2 separate regions of the Danio rerio genome follow, and region 2 is linked to region 1. The links are chromatin contacts, called in public Micro-C maps. All regions are on one chromosome and are shown on one strand. The core of a region is the stretch at or near the end of the contact, and the rest is flanking DNA. Distances in the headings are between cores, read along the strand shown.

Region 1 (3,048 bases), core at 196-2,695:
AAACTTGATGTAGCCATACGAGTTTCACATTCCATTCCACCTGGATAGTGAATTTTATTTAAAACTATTCCTAAATATTATGCATAGGTTTTATTTCATTTTATTTTTTATTTTTGTTAAATGACAAAATCTCATCTCAGCAGAAATTTAAAATCTACACAGTAAAAAACATTTTATTTTATGCTGTCATGCTCCGTGAAGCACTTTATTTGTCAATTCAAAGTTATGATCTAAACAACTTATTTTCCTTTGATTATATGACTGATGGTGTTGTTAAATTACAAGAGTAATAATTAAGCTAATTTAATACTACTACTATTATTAATATTAATAGTATTGTAGGCTAATTTGTATTTTGGATTATGCTGTCATGATCTGTAATTAAGCATTTTATTTCCTATGCCAAGTTGAGTACTGTTAAAATATATTGTTAAAGCAAATCATTTAATTTATTCAACTGGAAAGGGTTTTAAATGATTAGATATGCTATTTGGTAACATGACTAACATACACAATCTTGGGGAAAATAACCTAAATTCCTGTGTATACTGTATCTGACTCCACCTCCAGGTAAAATGTACACCTGTGCAAGGTCTGCCAAGGTGATTTATTATTGACAAGACAGAACTGGTCAAATCCAGGCAAAAGCAGAGCAGCATTTGTCCCAAAACGTGCAAACATCATATCAATAAAAGAGAATAATAATCAGGAGAGTCATTGTCAACAACTGTCTATCAGTATGAACACAAACCGAAACTGTAAATCCTTTTGTTGAACAAAACACTTGCAAACACACGTTTTGCTTAAATAAAAATAAATAGTGATATCTTACCCCCCTTGCAGGGTGTTCTGTGCTGGCTGTGTTGTGCCCGGTAACCCTCGATAACCTCCCATTCTCCGTTGTCTCTCTTGATGGGAAAGGACACGCTCAGGACGTGGTTGCAGGGCTTGATGATCTTGAGGATTCCCCGCACACGGCTCCTCTTCTGCTCCGGCGTCTCCCGGGTCTTCAGGTCCTCCACCAGTTTGTTTTCGACAATAGTAGCGCCGCGGTCAAAGAAGCCCTCCACCATCCTGAAGAAGTTGGGGTCGTCCTCCTTGTCAGCGGCATCGCTGTAGTGGCGCACCCGCAGCAGAGACGAGGAAGCCGGCAGAGCGGACTCGACGCATCCCGAGGCCAGAGCGCTTCCCGCTCCGCGAGTCAGCAGCTCCCCGAAATACCGGTACATGGCGACAAGGGGCTTTGAAAGTTACGGTACTGTGGAGAAAGAAGAGATGAAATGATGCTGGGTTATCGACGAGATGGAAAAAGGAAACGAGAAGGGGGGTAAATGAACGAGACGACAGTTGCTCCTGAGCCTGCCTCGTTCAGTGTCAAAGTGTCAGCGCTCATGCCGATTCACGCTTTAAAAGGCAGCGGCGTGTTCAGAGGAGCCGAGCTAGGCGGAAGGTTAGGAGGAGGAGGAGGAACCCGCACGCGCAACTTTTAAATCTCCCTTTCCTTCGGCCGTGTTTTAATAGGCGATATCCAAGGAACTGCTTTTCAGCCACCGAAAAACTTCCTGCAGAAATGTTGATGTGACTGTCTTTAATTTCATGAGGTATATTTTACAGCAAAAATAATAATATTAAAATAATAAAATAATTGTAAAAATAATTGTAAAATATAAATATAATGTAAAATATAGTCAGTTCAGTTGTATTGACCTAAAAGTCATTCAAGCGTAAAACCACGTAAACGGGGGTTTAAACAAGTCCAGTAAGGAAGCAGCTCATAAATGCAGAAAATCGAAAATACTGTTAAAATAACCCAGCAAACATTTTTTTAAAGATGTCTAATAGATGTCTAACAGACGTCTAAACAAAGTCATGGGGCTAAAAAAAGGCTAAGTTTAGGCTGTCAGTGAAAAAATCTAATAGACGTCTAAGAATAGGCCAAACTTTAATAGCTAGTCTAGTTTTGAGCTATACTCTAAGATACTAGATTTTTACTAACAACCCAAGTTTAGCCTTGTTTTAGCCAAGCTGTCTACACTTAGATGTCTATTAGACATCTGATTCAATCATTCATTTTCTTTTCGGCTTTATTAATCTGGGGTCGCCACAGCAGAATGAACCGCCAACTTATCCAGCATATGTTTTTACACAGCGGATGCCATCCATCACTGGGAAACACATACACCATTACATACACACTCATTCACTCACACACACTCATACTTTGGACTTGTGGGGGAAACCGAAGCACCCAGAGGAAACCCACGTGAACACGTGGAGAACATGCAAACTTCACACAGAAATGCCAACTGACCCAGCCGAGGTTCGAATCAGCGACCTTCTTTCTGTGAGGCGAATGCTACCTACTGCGCCACGCACTATTAGAACGTGTTACCCACTGCACCACCCACTATTAGACATCTATTAAACACAAATTTGTTTGCTTGGAAATATTCATATTTTAAAGCCACAATGTGAATAGTGCTTCTTGGTCGACGTGAGACCCATTTTATATTGTGTCTCAGTCAGACAGTTAAAATTTTAAGCCAGATCTTATAAACGCTGCAACAGTTCACTGAAAGTGCCTGGGCATCCTAATTAAAAGTCCTCATGCTTAAGAGCCATTCATTGTTTTTATTTTAATTAATGGTCAAGCTCAATTATTTTAGATGTGATTTTTCTATTAATTACAATTGAATGTTGCTGATCTGATGATCTAATTCCTTAAGTGGACACTATTAGTGTAATAATTATGATTATTATATTTATTGATCACATTTAGCACAAAAATTGTTACACACTAAGTTATATATTTATATTTATATACATGCTTGTATACCAATAATTAAAAATAAAGAGATCTATTGAAAATTCCCAGTTTCTCTTGGTTTTTTAAATTACTAGTCATAAGTAAGGTTTTTTTCTTTGTAAGCTGACATTTTTTCCAAATGTTAAATAAAAATGTTGTCATTTAAAGCTTTTGAGCAGCAAATGTCAAAAAAGAGGCCATGTTTTTAGACACATATACAGTATATATTTATATATTTTTTT
Region 2 (3,048 bases), core at 382-2,881, 180 kb before region 1:
CGGCTTAGTCCCTTTATTAGTCTGGGGTTGCTACAGCAGAACGAATCACCAACTTATCCAGCATATGTTTTACGCAGCGGATGCCCTTCCAGCTGCAACCCATCACTGGAAAGCATCCATACACTCCCATTCACATACATACATTACGAACAATTTAGCTTACCCAATTCACCCACACCACGTCTTTGGACTTGTGGGGAAAACTGGAGCAACTGGAGAAAACACGGGGAGAACATGCAAACTCCACACAGAAATGCCAGCTTACCCAGCCGAGGTTAGAACCAGCGACCTTCTTGCTGTGAGGTGATCGTGCTACCCACTGCACCATTGTGACCCATCACTATAAAATAAATATGACAAAAAATTCAGTTTTCCATCACATAAATAATTACATTGTAAACAAAAAAAAATCTAAATAGAAAATCATTGAATGTGAATTAATAACTGAATATTTGTTATAGAAATTAACCTAACCACTTATTTCATCAACATGATAAAAACATTAAAATATAAAATCATTGAATTTGATTGATATTCTAAAACTGGATATTTGTTATAGAAATTAACCTAACCGCTTATTTTATCAACATTATGAAAACATTTAAATAGAAAATCATTTAATATGATTTAATATTTTAAAACTGAATATTTGTTATAGAAATCAACCTGCTTATTTTATCAGCATTATAAAAACATTAAAATAGAAAATCTTTGAATATGAATTAATATTTATTCATTCATTTTCCTTTGGCTTAATACCTTTATTTATCAGGGGAATGAACTGGCAACTTAAACAGCATATGTTTTATGCTGCAGATGCAACCCAATACTGGGAAACACCCATACTCATACTCTTGGACTGTGGGTAAACCAGAGCACTCTAAGAAGATCCACACCAACCAGGAAAACATGCAAACTCCACACAGAAATGTCAACTTCCCCAGCCGGGACTCGAAACAGCGACCTTCTTGCTGTGAGGCAACAGGGCTAACCACTGAGACACCGTGTTGCTCTAACTGTGTTAACCTTTTTACTTATTTAAAAATGTAAAATAGTATAAAAATATTACCTGCTTCAACGAAAGTTTACTTTAAATTTCTCATATTTATCTAAATTCATACCTCATGGTGAGTCTGGCTATATTCACCAAGCCAATTTCTGCAACACCTCAACTGCCCTGTAGATGGTAATGTAATTAGGAGTGATGACGTTGTTCAATCTTACTTTCTGGTTATAAGTTCATAATTCTCCCCACGTGTTTTTGTTTATATTATCTTATTTATATTAAAATATACGCGCATTTAACACTTCGTTAATCTTGTGCTAGATTATATTCATTATTATACATTTAAATTGCAAACTGTGGCATATTAAACACTTCCACGTTTTGTCAACAGATGGCACCCGCAGTTCTGATTTTGGTAGGACCTCCTCCCATTCATCCATCTCCTCGCTCTCCGGCGCGTTTCTCTTGCTTGTTATTCGCCGCGCGCGTCCGCGAGTAAAACGCTCGCGCTCAGACGCGCGGCAGTGATTGGAGGACGAAAGCAGCGCGAGGTTGTGATTGGAGGACTGAATCAGGGCTCATCGCGTTACGCGCACGAGTGGAATGTTCCCTCACAGAGAGGCACAACTAGAGAAAAAAGAACGAAAGAAACAGGAGAAAACGTTCTCGAAAGAGAGAAAAATCACATAGAACCACACCAGGGAAACTCTTTATTATTCACGCTTTGAAGTAGATTTTCGTCACGTGCCATAAGCCCTGATTTGGAAGGCTTTGGACTGTTTTAGCAGCTTCATCAAATAGGTAAGTGGGAATTCCGGATATTTGCGTGATGATTTTCTTTCCGGTTGTGGAGGGAGAAAGTTTGTCTCTTGTCATGGTTTCGTTTTGCAAAATAATGGACGCTCTTAACGAACATAGTACTAAAATAATATCAGTTAAAGGTATTCAGAGTGTTGTACATCTGCGTCTGCGTGTTAATAATCAATTTTGTTTATGCCATATTATATTATCTTTTTCTACAACACCCATGTTCTCATTTAAGGCAAACCTCATTTATACTGTCTGTCTACGCTGCTTCGTGTTTCGTCTATTGTATTTGTTTGGTGTTGTATTTGTTTGTATGTTTGCTGTTGCTTTGATAGCATCTGTGTTTGGGTTTTGTTATCATGTCCCAACATGCATCGCGTAAAATCACGTTGACTACCTGCTTGTGTAGTTTGGATTGGCCTTTGTCAGAAGCTGAATAGAAAACAGTTTCTCCTTGATTAGAGGGTTTTGTTCTTTTTACATCAACTTTGCAGCATTTTAATTGTAATTGACAGGCTGCACACTGTTTTTTAACTGAATGTAAATGTTTAGATGCTGTCTGTTGGCATTTGCATGGTTTGTTTGTCCTGTGGTTGCTACAAAACCTCAAACATAATAAGAGAGAAAATAGTGGCTTTATTTCTGCTTGTTGGTATAGTCACGACTTCAGTAATGAACAAAATATGCTGTTCGTTACGATTATTGTATTAACAACAATACTGTTTTAATCATGCTATTACATTTGTCATTTATATGGCCACAGATGAATTTGATTTCTTATTTTTTTTAGTTTACATTAATTTGGTTATTTCTACATCTAAACACTGTTGTTGCTAAGACAAAAATGACATATCCATTGTTATTAATAACCCAATCAAGTCGAAAATTGCAGTCAAACTGATAATTTTATATCTGTTAAATTAAAACATAAGGATAAGGTAAAACTTTATTGTCCCAGTTATGTAAATTTGTCTTGGGCTATTGTCCTTAGCTGCAGTCATCACATACGTAAAAAGATAATACAAACATACAAAAAGCAAATGTGTATATAAAATTATAAATCTACAACCCCACCCCCAAAAAGTTACATACACACCTCCATATATAAACCCACAAATAGGCAAAAAATAAATACTATCAATCCAAGCCACCACTATTTAATAGCTTAATGCTCACTTGATAAATGAGTTTTTTTATCTATTTATTCTACAGCAAAGAACCTTTTCCTCATAGAT

What was found. A called contact is a pair of places that touch in the nucleus more often than the background predicts.
Region 2: a contact with region 1 is called in a Micro-C map of caudal fin, with 5 times the contacts expected there. The contact joins the promoter of bmpr1ab here to the promoter of glud1b in region 1. A contact is called at or near these places in 2 of 18 Hi-C or Micro-C datasets (caudal fin and an unstated tissue).

Annotation. Positions count from the first base shown.
Region 1 is chr12:27,643,516-27,646,563 of GRCz12tu, reverse strand. It overlaps glud1b (glutamate dehydrogenase 1b), which reads right to left and starts at 1,445. Exons shown (of 13, transcript NM_199545.4): 1 at 833-1,445. The coding sequence starts at 1,229.
Region 2 is chr12:27,820,260-27,823,307 of GRCz12tu, reverse strand. bmpr1ab (bone morphogenetic protein receptor, type IAb) reads left to right here and starts at 1,631. Exons shown (of 13, transcript NM_001004585.2): 1 at 1,631-1,807.